Regions from separate parts of the Mus musculus genome. Here region 2 is linked to region 1. A link is a contact called in public ChIA-PET data. All regions are on one chromosome and are shown on one strand. Each heading gives the region's core, a stretch centred on a gene start, on an enhancer-like site or on the middle of the called end of the contact. The rest is flanking DNA. Distances are from core to core; before and after follow the strand shown. Region 1 overlaps Brdt (bromodomain, testis-specific). Region 2 holds the start of Ephx4 (epoxide hydrolase 4).

What was found. ChIA-PET counts read pairs in DNA pulled down with a chosen protein or histone mark.
Region 2: an RNA polymerase II ChIA-PET map of effector CD8 T cells shows a contact between it and region 1, with 53 read pairs. The contact joins the promoter of Ephx4 here to the enhancer-like site in region 1. A contact is called at or near these places in 1 of 39 promoter capture datasets (macrophages), 8 of 484 Hi-C or Micro-C datasets (the AtT-20 cell line, CD4 T cells, Th1 cells and 4 more), 3 of 115 datasets of contacts at active chromatin or transcription factors (bone marrow-derived macrophages, effector CD8 T cells and memory CD8 T cells) and 2 of 9 other capture datasets (adipose tissue and liver).

Annotation. Positions count from the first base shown.
Region 1 is chr5:107,355,839-107,362,024 of GRCm38.p6, forward strand. Brdt (bromodomain, testis-specific) reads left to right here. Exons shown (of 19, transcript NM_054054.2): 8 at 914-1,042; 9 at 1,909-2,097; 10 at 2,999-3,171; 11 at 3,355-3,635; 12 at 3,742-3,867; 13 at 3,934-4,149. Among named protein-coding and RNA genes, the nearest start is that of Brdt, 28 kb to the left of the region's middle. Within about 2 kb of position 3,698, at least 306 of the 459 cell types and tissues checked have an H3K27ac peak or open chromatin away from gene starts, as enhancers often do. A contact at or near this core is called in Th1 cells, adipose tissue, bone marrow-derived macrophages and 6 more, where this site is marked.
Region 2 is chr5:107,398,991-107,405,674 of GRCm38.p6, forward strand. Ephx4 (epoxide hydrolase 4) reads left to right here and starts at 4,523. Exons shown (of 7, transcript NM_001001804.2): 1 at 4,523-4,785. The coding sequence starts at 4,561. It overlaps Gm17202 (a long non-coding RNA gene), which reads right to left. Exons shown (of 5, transcript XR_389494.4): 3 at 6,181-6,623. It also overlaps the pseudogene n-R5s173.

The sequences.
Region 1 (6,186 bases), core at 2,448-4,947:
GGCAGCTAATGTTCTGGCCAAAGAGTTTCTTCCATGTAGAATGGGAGAAGGCAAAGCAAGCACAGTGCTGAAATCTGCAAGTGCAGCCCTGCCTTCAGTTTCCAAGTCCACAAGCATTAGTCACTGCTGGGGGAGGGGATGCAGCTGCAGAGTTCTTGGGCCAGATGCATGAGCAGATGGGGGGGGGGGGGGACGTTCTACCCATTGAGCTCAGGCTTGTGGTGTTGGCTCCAGTTAGTAGGTGATGAGGTGTCTCCAGGCCCCTAGGCAAGACTCCTGTCACTTACACCTTTGGTTTGTCAGGATCTCACCCATCTGCTTCCTAGACTTATCCCTCACATTGGGTCTGTGACAGATCTAATTCAAGCTCAAATGGGACCTAGTCCACAGCCCTCTGAGCCAGATCTCTCTCCCTCTGCCAACCCCTCCTGTCTAAAAGGTCACTGTCTCAGTAAAAACCACAGCTGGATTTGAGGCTTGTGAGAACTGTGGGTTTGTCCTGTGGGTAGAACCACCTAGTATCTCTCTCACTGGGACTGCCTGGCTTGTCTTTTGGACGTAGCTTCTACTCCTTCTTCCTCAAGTAGGAAACCATACTGCTGGCCCTGTGTCTGGCTTCAGGCTCTTTTTACTGTTTCCCATCTTGTTGCCCCACCTGTTTCTCCATATTTCTAAGCTGCCCTATCAGGCCATTTATGAATTTTCAATATTCTTTCTCTGTTTGGAATGAAGTCTTTTTAAGAGATTTCCTATTCTCACAGCATGCACAGAGGCAAATGTCTAGGCCATCATCTTACCCAGACATTGAAATATTTTCTCTGTGTTATCTTCTCCATTTCCCAGTTCATCTAAATTGTTTCATGTGAATTGACTTCAGTTGTTTGTGAATCCTTCTAATTTTTCCTTAACTCAGGGGAAAATGGACAATCAAGAATATAAGGATGCATATGAATTTGCTGCAGATGTCAGACTGATGTTCATGAACTGTTACAAGTATAATCCTCCCGATCATGAAGTTGTGGCGATGGCTCGGACCCTTCAGGTGAGGCTTTACTCACTCTCTGGGTAAATTACCTTTGAGCATAATATATTTATTTCTGAACCATAACTCAAGAGCCAAATGATAACCTCTGTCCTTAATAGTGCCAAAAATTGTATAAATTACTTATTACACTGTGGAGGGTTGTCCGTTTAGTTGTAAGCGTTAGCAGCACACTTTTAAAAAAGAAGCTGCCTACTTCTCATAAGAAATGGATGAATCGTCAGTGAGAAGAGGGTAACGGGTCCCTAGTGGGACTGACTGAACCCTGGTCTGCTTCAGGAGAGGGCCCAGTCTTGAGTCACTGAAAGGTAGAACTGTATATGACATGGCTGACCTTAACTACAAAGGTCGACCATGCTGAGAGACATAGCCTAGAAGTGTGCTGAGGCACAGAAGTGCAGACAGAATCATCATGCTGCACTTCTTCTGGTGTGGCTTAAAGACGGCTGCCCAGGTATCTCCATGTGTAATTGTTTGTTTGTTTGTTTGTTTGTTTGGTTTGGTTTTTCGAGACAGGGTTTCTCTGTATAGCCCTGGCTGTCCTGGAACTCACTTTGTAGACCAGGCTGGCCTCGAACTCAGAAATCCGCCTGCCTCTGCCTTCCAAGTGCTGGGATTAAAGATGTGAGCCACCACCTCCCAGCCATGTGTACTTTTAAAGGTGTTCTTGTTGCATTAAATCAGAAATGGAGAAAATCAAACCAGGTGGTGTATGCCTACAATCCCAGCACTCTGGAGGTGGGCAGGAGGATTTCAAGTTCCAAGGCAGTCTGGGCTACATAGTGCACTCCAGGCCAGCCTGGACATGGTGAAACTCTGTCTCAAAATAAACCAAAAAATGTGAACAGGTTAATTTTGCATTATAGGATGTTTTTGAACTACATTTTGCCAAGATTCCCGATGAACCTATTGAGAGTATGCATGCATGCCACCTTACAACAAACAGTGCACAAGCCCTCAGCAGAGAAAGCAGCAGCGAGGCCTCCTCGGGGGACGCCTCTTCTGAAGACTCTGAGGATGAACGAGTGCAGCATCTTGCCAAGCTTCAGGAGCAGGTGGCCGTATATGACGCAAGTGTTGATGGTTCCCAAGCGGCTAGTCAGTGGTGCACTGCTTGCAGAGTCACAGCTGTTATGTTTAGATCACCTAATGCCATCTATAGCTTTAGTTGCATCACCTAATGTCTATAGCTTTAGTTAGTTTTTGGCATATTTGCCATGTTCAAAATTTCCTACTCAAATATCTGTATACTATAGTTCTAGAGCCACTACCACCACATTTTATTCCTCTTCCTCCTCCTCTTCCTCCTCCTCCTCCTCTTTGAAATGGTCTCATGTACCCGGCTTGTCATAAACTTCTGCTCCTTCTGCCTCTGCCTTTCAAGTGCTGGGATTGTTGGTGTGCACCATGATGCCTGGGAATTATTTACAATTCTGCTATTTGCATTTATAGTCTGAGTAGTTGATTCTTACTGAAGTGATTTTTGGTATAATGTGGAATATTTTAGAATGAGATCACTTGCTACTTTCTGTGATAAAATAGTAACTTTTACTGAGGTCATATCTGAAGACTAGGGCTGGAGAGATGGCTCAGCAGTTATTGGCACTGGCTGGTCTTCCAGAGCACCTGAGTTCAGTTCTTAGCATGTGTACCAGGCTACTTACAACCACCTGTAAGATATATATATCTTTTGAAAGAAACTTTAATACTGAGAAATGTTGGGCTGTAGTGTTTTTATTACTATACTATGTTATACTATACAGTTTGTTTATTATTTATTTATTTATATACCCTTCAAAACACTGAAATTCCAAAATGAAGCAAAATCCTGAAGGAAGTAGAACATGACATGAATTTCACAAAGGGTGGCATGACTTTGGAGTACCATGTTTTTCTAGTATCTTTAGTGCTTTAGAGACATAAATGTTTAAAGGCTTTTATTTTTTCCTTTCCCAGCTTAATGCTGTTCATCAGCAGCTGCAAGTTCTGTCCCAAGTTCCATTACGTAAGCTGAAGAAAAAGAATGAGAAGTCCAAAAGGGCGCCAAAAAGGAAAAAGGTTAATAACAGAGATGAAAACCCAAGGAAAAAGCCTAAGCAAATGAAGCAAAAGGAGAAGGCCAAAATCAAGTAAGCATGTTCAGTGAGTGACTGCCCAGGAGGCAGGCTCAGTGAAGGACCACACAGTTAGCCTATGTGAGGGCCTGGATCAAGATGAACTGAATGCCTGTGTGATGTGGGTACATTGTATGAAATTCCCACACCAACAAAAATGTTTTAAAAATATGAAACCAATATATAATTTTGTTACAGTCAACCAAAGAAGAAGAAGCCGCTTTTGAAATCGGAAGAGGAAGACAATGCGAAGCCTATGAACTACGATGAGAAAAGGCAGCTGAGCTTGGACATAAACAAACTGCCTGGAGACAAGCTTGGTCGAATAGTTCACATAATACAGTCAAGGGAGCCTTCCCTGAGAAACTCCAACCCGGACGAGATCGAGATCGACTTTGAGACCCTGAAGGCATCCACACTTAGAGAACTGGAGAAGTATGTCCTGGCCTGTCTGAGGAAGAGGTCGCTGAAGCCCCAAGGTAGGCCAGGCCCAGCCCCATCCCTAGGTCCCGCCCCATCTTGCCTCTAGGCCACGCCCCACCTCCAGGCCCCTCCCCGCACTCACGGTTGCTCCTCCTCTCACAGCAAAGAAGGTTGTCAGGTCTAAGGAGGAGCTCCATTCTGAAAAAAAGCTGGAGCTGGAGAGGCGGTTGCTGGACGTCAACAATCAGCTGAATTGTAGGAAACGGCAAACGAAACGTCCAGCAAAAGGTAGGTGGCGGTTTCTCCGCGCCCACCCGTGAGCCATGACCGCTGTTAACGCTCCCTGTTTTGCAGTGGAGAAGCCGCCCCCGCCCCCGCCCCCGCCCCCGCCCCCGCCGCCTCCCCCGGAGCTGGCCAGTGGGTCTCGCCTGACCGACAGCAGCAGCAGCAGCGGCAGCGGCAGCGGCAGCAGCAGCAGCAGCAGCGGCAGCAGCAGCAGCAGCAGCTCCTCGGGGTCCGCGAGCAGCAGCAGCGACTCGAGCTCCTCCGACAGCAGCGATTCTGAACCAGGTTAGCTGGCTCGTAGGCACCGCTGCGGTGGTGGGGGTGGGGGTGGGGGGGTGGCCTTTCCTGTAGCGTCCGGAGAATGTGTAGAGGAGGACCTATGCTTTGGATGCCAACATCCTTAATAAAATCCTTACTCTTTCCATAAAAGAAGGAAAGGATGTGACTTGGGCCTGATGGGAGGTCTCCTAAGGAAATGTACGAGATTGAAAAACTGCGGGTGCTGCTTTCACTTCTTAATGAAAACATTATTTGGGAGGCCTCAGTGTGTTCCCATTGTACTTTGGGTCACTCCGATGTGAAGTGTGTCCTGTTTGGACACTGCTTTCTGAGTTGAACTGTCGCTTTGAATTAAGAAGCCACTCACCCCAAAATTTGTAGAGAGTTTTTTTTTTTTTTTAATTTATGTTTTTTAACTACATATTATTACCTATCATCTATAGAAAAAGATGGAAGTACCACATTTTCTTGTGCAGTTTGTCAGTTGTATTAAGCCAGGCCACTCATGTTTTCTATTACTAGTTGGACAGCTGCCATGTGATCACTGTCCACCCCACCAATGGTGTTCCATTTTAACCAAGCAGCAAATGCAGAACCCAGGGCGCTTTCTTCCCTAAAATGTGCTTTATTGTTAATGGGATGTTTCTTGTGAGGTTCAGTTCTTTTTAATTAAAAAGAACCTCACAGAAACTCCAGCGTAAAGAATTGCAGTTGACAGTCAGGGTCTGCTGGCTGGCAGCGATTCTGTTTTCCTTTGGTTTTGATTCATTTATTTTTTGTAGAGCTAGTCGCTGATTTGGTTTTCACATTTCTGAGTATATAGAGGGGAACAATTTTGTAAAATTTAAAAGAATTTTTACTTTGGTTAGAATTTGTTATTTTAATACATTACATTAAAACTCATTTTAGAGTTCTTATTACAAAGTATTTCTTATATTTGACTTTTAAGCATAAAACAATACTGGAAAAATCTAAGTTGCATTTAGTATTTTAAATTGTAATTAATTGTAATTTTATCTAATAAAGCATTTGTGGCCTAATAAGTTACAGCACCTTGTCTTTTATTTGTGGGATAAAACTATGACTATTAATTTGAATTATTTAACTTAAATATTCAATAAATGCTTTGAAAGTTAGAAAAAAATACTGCATAGAGTTTTTTGGTATAGCGCCTTAGTATTTAGAATTCCTTCTTTCCTTCCTCCCTCCCTCCCTCCCTCACTCCCTCCCTCCCTCCCTCTCTCCTTCCCTTCCTGTCTTTGCTTACTGTGTAGCCAGACTTCACTTTGTAGGCCAGAGTGGATTTGAACTCAGCAATCCTCCTGCTTCTGCCTCCCAGCAGGTGTGCTATACCACACAAAACTCTTGATATGATATTCTAGATATTACTTGATATGATATTCTAGTATATTACTTGAAGAGAAGAAAATGTTTATCATCATCTATATGTTCTTAAAATGGTACAGAAACTTGGTTTCTAACTTTAACAGAACAGCTCAAACTCAGAATTCTAATCCTAAAACATTGCTGAGTTTGTATCTGCTGATCAGCATTCATGGTTGGTGGCATGTTTTCCAGAGAGCTTTGCTTCTGTTGTGTGGTGGTGGGACTAAGGCACCTGTGCATGCACACAAGGTGAGCAAGCACTGCAGCACCAAGCTGTGTCCTCAGGGAGTGTCCTGGGCTGGGCTGGGCTGGAGCTTGCACTGAAGCCTAAGCCATCCTTGAACTTGCAGAACAATTTAGTAAAGTTCAACAGAAGTTTTGCTGTGGTTAGGATTTGTCATTCTAATACATTTTAAAGTCATGTGCAGCTCTTATTATAAAATATTTCTTATATTTGACTTCTGAGCATAGAACAGTATTGGAAAAATATCCATTGCATTCATGGCCTCAAGCAGTAGATCATAGGCCCACACATGTAGACTGATTTAGACGCTTTTAAAAATATATAATGTTAAAATAAAAGCAACAAATTTTATTCCCTTTCCTGGCACTGGAGAGTGAACCCAAGGTCTTACATACCAGGAAATCAGTTTAACC
Region 2 (6,684 bases), core at 3,273-5,772, 44 kb after region 1:
CATCACAATACCATAAACAAAATTTTGTAACCAAACAAGGAAAATAGCTTTTTAGGAGAGAGTATTTTAATTTCACCAAATAGAAATGAGTTATTGGCAACAATAACTCTAGAACAGAGGAATTCACACTTCAAAGTTTTGGGGAAAAAACCAAAAGCTTGAAATGTGGAGGGTTTTGAGAGGTGTCGTTTTCCCCAGCACTGGGCGTGCTACTTGTGGCTTCTGCCACCTCTGATTGACAGCGGTGCTGCTCACTATGGTTTCTTTCTGCCCTGTTCTGAACTGTTTGCCACAGGACAGTGTGCACCGATGAGGGCCTGCGTTTATGAGATTTTAGATTTTGCATGAGGGAAGGAAAAGCTGTGTACAGTTCACAGCTGTCTTCTAGTTTCTTCCACACTGTAAATTATAATTCTCTATGTAGATAGTAAGGATGACAAGTCTCTGCTGAGAAATGAAAAATGCAAGCATGTGTCAGGTTGGGAGTGTGAATGCAGTAATAGCATCCAAATGACAATGGAATGCAGGCCCCGCTCTATGTTGGGATCTCCTACTCTGGAGATGCACAGCACAGTGCCCTGCTCTCTCTAGTTACTCCACCTGGACCTTTTGGTCTCTGTTGTGGATGTACCACAAAAAAAAATCAAATGGAAATATTTTTGTTTTGTCTTTTAGCAAAGTGAACATTGATTTTTAATTTTTAATTTTTTTCTTCCCCCCCTTCCCTTCTCCCTCTTGCTCCAGCCCTGCTTACTCTGGCCCTGCTCACTCTGGCTCCAGCCCATAGGTATTTTATTTGTTTCTCATTACGGATGGTTGTGAGCCACCATGTGGTTGCTGGGATTTGAACTCATGACCTCCGGAAGAGCAGTCAGTGCTCTTAACTGCTGATCCATCTCCCTAGCCCTTTAATTTTTTTTTTTTAAAGCAGGATGGAATATCCCTTTAATCCCAGCACTCAGAAGGCAGAGGCAGGCAGATCTCTAAGTTCAAAGCAGGTGGATTCCTATGTGGGCTGGTCTACAACTTGAGTTCCCAAACAGCCAGGGCTACACAAAGAAACCCTATCTCAAAACCAAACAACAATAATAATACTAAAATAAGAAAGAAAAGAAAAGTGGGAGAGAGCTCTGGAGAGTGTCACAGTTGCATTTCAGTTGCTGTAGTAATAGAAGAGTTTATTGGGAGCTTACAGAGGCAGACAGGCATGGGGCTGGAGCAGTAGCTGAGAGCTTATATCTTGATTCACAAGTAGGAGGCAGAGAGACCTAACTAGGAATAATGTGAGATTTTGAAACCTCAAAACCCACCCCCAGTGACACACCTCCTCCAACAAGGCCATACCTCATAATCCTTCCCAAACAATTCCACATAAGAACAAAGTATTCAAACATAAGTGCATGGAGGCTGTGCTCATTCAAACCACTATACCCCTCGTGGAAAGGTTTTTAATCGCCAGACTTGAAAGAGGCCTCTTGCACTCACAATCCACTAACCACAACCCAATCTCTTGGCTACACCTGACTGGAAGCCTGGAGAATAGAGAACAATACACAGGCTTTGCTAATTCTGGGCCAGACGCAGGCTGCAGAAGATTCTTATGGATAATGAACATCCAGAGATGTCCAGCTTCTTTGGTATTGAAGGAAATGAAACTGAAGCCCTATGTGGTAGTGATGGTAACTCATTAAGTTAGCTAAGATATTTCTATCAGCACATGTTGGAAAGGAATAGTGGTATTGAAGTAGTGGTACCTACCACCAGGCCAGACTAAATAAACATAACCATTTTGTAAAATATCCTCTTTCGTAAAATCAAGTAGTTGCCTGTTAAACTCTTGTCTGTAGGTTTGTAGCAGTTCCTGCTAAGCATATGCGCTAAAGAAACCACTGCAGACTAGGAGATATGTACAAGAACATAAAAATGCATACACACATGGATCATAAAAAGAGAGGAAAAGAGAAAAAGGCAAGACACAACCCTAGTACTATAGACCAATGGGACGGCATGGGGGTGGAGACCCCCAGAGTGGAACCAGGGAGCCACAGCAACAATGCAATCCAATAGACATGGACTCATTAGAGTCAGGCAGGGTATCTCAACCTGTGCCACGGAAGAGTCCCAAATACCGGTATGTCAAGAACCTCACGTCTTGTACAAAAAACATCACAAACACGATAGAAAACTTAAAACTCTTTAGTCTCTTCATTTGCACCAAGAATTTTTAGACTTGACATTAAAAGGATGGAGAAAAATCAACAAATTTGGCCTCACCAAGATTAAAGCTTTTTTGCTTTTTTTTTTTTCATGAAAAGACAAATACAAACTGTTTACAGTCATACCACCCTGAATGTGCCTGATCTCATCTGATTTTGGAAGCTAAGCAGGATCGGGCCTGGTCGGTACTTGGATGGGAGACCACCTGGGAGTATCAGGTGCTGTAGGTTTAAAAAAAAAGAAAGGAAGAAGAAAAAGAAGGAGAAGTAGGAGGAGAAGAAGAAGAGACAAACTAAGGGGAAAGGAAAATCACATTATGCATAAGAGAGGTTTGTAGTTATGAGTTATAAACTATGAGGAACTCTCAAACTCAGCTGTGGGAAAGTATTGCTTTAAAAACAAAGAACAGCTATATCAGGGTCCTGTCAGCAAAAGCTTGCTGGCATATGCAATAGTATCTGGGTTTGGTGGATGTTGATGGGATGGATCCCCAGGTGGGACAGTCTCTGGATGGTTCTTCCTTCCATCTCAGCTCCAAACTTTGTCTCTGTAACTCCTTCCATGGGTATTTTGTTCCCCATTCTAAGGAGGAACGAAGTATCTACACTTTGGTCTTCCTTCTTCTTGATTTTCTTGTGTTTTGCAAATTATATCTTGGGTAGTCTAAGTTTCTGGGCTAATATGCACTTATCAGTGAGTGCATATCATGTGTATTCTTTCGTGATTGGGTTACCTCACTCAGGATGATATCCTCCAGATCCATCCATTTGCATAAGAATTTCATAAATTTATTATTTTTAATAGCTGAGTAGTATTGCTATACACATACATATGTATGTATAAGTATACACAAATATATAAATAAAGCCTGTAAAAGCAACCCCCCCCCACAAAAAAAACAACCCAAAGAACAAAAGCATTTGTGGATATAGCCCAGAGCTAGTGAATGCAGGCCCACCACCCCTGCTTCCATGGGGGTGGGGCAGGGATCAACACCAAGCAGAAGATTTGTATAGACACTTTGTCGAGAAAAGTATAGCTGAGTGACATGTGATCACACAGAAGATGCCTGGTACTATTCGCCATTAGGAAATAAATGTAGGCTTTATTCTTTTTATTCATTATTTAACAGTAATTAACAGTAATAACGCGGTAGCCTTTGTGGCATATTCAGACATATGTGTCATTAAACTTTGTTCTAAAACATTCACTTCCCCAGCTGCCCTCCCCCATGCTCTGCCCTCAGGCAGCTCCTTCCTTCCGGAAGATAGTGCCTCTTATTGAGAATCAAGGGTTCACTCTGCACCTCTGGAACAAATGAAATTAAGAGTTCAGTACACAGTGCTTTAAAGAATGGGACCCAGGCTCTAAGCAACACCTCTAGCACCGAGCAGTCATTCTGGAAGCCAGTTTGATTCTGTCGCAGAAAGCCAAAGGTACACTTACCCACCTTATCCCACTGTCTCATTTCTAGGTGAAATAGGAAAAAAAAAACGTTCACACAGAAACATTTTATGTAGATACACTTATAACAGCCCTAAGCTATTCAGATGGAAGGAATGAGTAGAGATGGCTCACCAGTTAAGAGTACTGGCTGCTTTTTCAGAGGACCTGAGTTCAGTTCCGGAGGTGAGGGGTGCACAGTCACCTGTAACTGCATCTCTAGAAGGACGGACGGACGGACGGACGGACACACACACACACACACACACACACAAGGGAGGTCAGGGAAGAGAAGGGAAACAGGAACGTAAAGGAAGACTAAGAAGAATGAATGTTTCTTAACGGGGCGGGGTGGGGGTAGGGCTGATAAACTATTGTAGAGTTACACCAATGGGGGCGGGAGGAGGGAGGGGGAGGGGAACATTAAGAAGAGAGGGAGGAGGGAGGAGTCCTTGCTAAGGGTAGGGACAAGCTAATTGATTGCTTGTGCCTTGGTGTAAAGTGCCTTTTTGCTTTTTCTGGCTGGGGTGTTTGGTAACTTTGAACTCAGTTAAGAAACAGTTAATATCTGTAAGAGATTGTGTTAGGGATGCCCACCTGAAGAAATAATTACCACAGTTCAGTACAAAAGTCCCTCCCGCCCTCCGCGATTCTCACATCCGGGAAAAGGTCTGCGGCTTCTGGGACCGGGGCGCTGGGACCTGTTCAGAGCCCGGAGCTTCGACAGGACCTGGGGATGGCGTTCGGCGTCGCCTTCATGTCGCTCGGCTCTAGCGACGTGGCACGGGAGGACAGCCCGGGCCTCGCCCTGCGCGGTCCCCGAGGCCCGGGCGCGCGGCGTGTGCGGGGCGAGCGGGCGGGCGCGGGAGGGACGCCGCAGCTCGGCTCCCGCAGGCGCCCATGGCCCCGCCGCGCCCGCCCCGCCTGCTGCCCGCGCTGCGCGCCCTGCTCTACTGGTCCCTGGTGTACGGCTACTGCGGGCTGTGCGCCTCCGTCCACCTGCTCAAACTTTTGTGGAGCATCGGTAGGGCGCCGGCGCAGACCTTCCGCCGGGCGGCCCGGGCCAACCCTCCGGCGTGCCTGAACGACCCCTCCTTAGGGACTCACTGCTACGTGCGCATCAAGGTGAAGGCCGACGCGGGCCTGGAGACAGGGGAGGGAGAGGGACGCGGGTGGGGAGCCCTGGAAGCCGCGGTGCCTAGGGCGCCGGGCCGATTGTTCCTAGATGCGTCCCGATGGCTGCGGGCACCCGGAGGACCCCAGGGGGAGGCAGGAGGGACCTGGCCAGGGGCTGTTCCGCGGGTCAGTATCATGGCTTTCCACTCTCTCCTTAACCTATGTGTGTGTGTGGAGGGGGGGAGGTGCGTGTTTCAGAACGTGAAATTTCTCTAACTGGATCCTCCTCCTGCTGAAGCAACTCAGAATAATTCTGCTCCCTCTCCTACTGCAAGGAGAAGCTATCTCCTGTTACCTTTTTTGCCTTTTAGGGCTCAGATCAGTTGCAGGATAATGCTCCTGGCGGTGCCCTGCTGTCCAGATTTTGAGATGGAGGGAGTGGACAGTTCTTTGGAAAGTCATTTCTAATCTCAGATGACCTAGGCAGCACTAAAGGATAAGAAATGGTTTGTGTTTGTGAGGAAGGAAGTAGGTGCAAAAAGTCAAAAATAGGAGAGAATGGAATACAAAGTAGGTACCCACTTCTTAATAAAGCTCCATTCTCTGTGCTTAAATAAAAGTGTCAACCGTGCCAACAGATTTTCATTGTCCGTCCTCGTCCAAGCTTCTGTCACAGCCCACAGACGGTCTATTTCCTGATGCCAGGTGGTGGAGTGATACAGTCTCTGTGATACGACCTACAGTCTGACTCACAAGCCTTTCAAAGGCAACATACAAGGAGATATTTGTGTTACTGAGTCCTGCCTGACGTTTAATCAGCAGCTAAACTCCCCAGCAACTGGGATTCAGAAAGGCAAAAGGAGCCTGAAACTGATGTGAGAATTAAGTATGTTCATGTTTCGAGAAGAAGGAGAGGAGGAGGAGGAGGAGGAGGAGGAAGAGAACCACAAAGAAAAAGAGAAGAAAACATAGGCCAACGGACCTATAACTTAGTATAATTTATAATTCATCATTATAATTATCAACCTGGCATATACCCAGTGCGATAAAATCTTTATTAAATCCAATCTGGTGGCCCTGGCATTTTATTCTTCCAAGACTCACCACCACTAAAATAATTTTTAAAAGATAACAGCCAAGTCACATTTGTTAATTCTGTCCAACTTAAGGATGAAACACAGCTTATGACTCTTCCTGGATTCCTCAGAATTACTCTCTTTTCCCCTCAAAAGCAGAAGGAAGAAATAGTGGTGACTCTAGTCACCTGTATACTTCATTCCTCTTAACTTGTTTATTTAGTGACGCCGGGGGACACATTGGTCATGCCAGGCGAGTGCTCTGCCACTGAGCTACATCCTTAGCCCGCTCATGACTCCCATGACCTTCATGACTTATGTGACTTACTTGGACCTCATTTAGGGGAAGGGACGGCAGTGCTGGGGACTGAAGCTCGGGTCTCATGCTTGAAAGGCAAATGCTCTGCCACTGCTCTGCAACCTCAGCCCTTGGGCCTTGTTTTCTTAGTAAGGTGGTGGAATCAAGGGCAATGACACGCCAGAGACAGAGTCCATGGCCAGCTTTGACTTGTGCTGTCTTCCCCTCATACTTGCAGGGATTTAGCTTTTCTCTCTTCCTTTCTTGTCTATGCTCCCATATCCTTGATGTCTGCAGCATTCTTCTCTTGTTCCCAGTCCTTTCCTTTTCTGGGGTTAGTCATCTCCCAAATGTGGCGTGAAGTCTTGGGCACTGATATAGTCCACTGTTAGAAACACAGATGTGACAGAGGGAGCAGGCAGGAAAGGAGAGCGTATATGAAACACTCAGATCGCAGTGTGGGAAGGAGATGCCTAAAAATAAGAGAAGGGGGTGTGAATTACATAAGTGATACTGCAGCTCTTGACAGGCAAC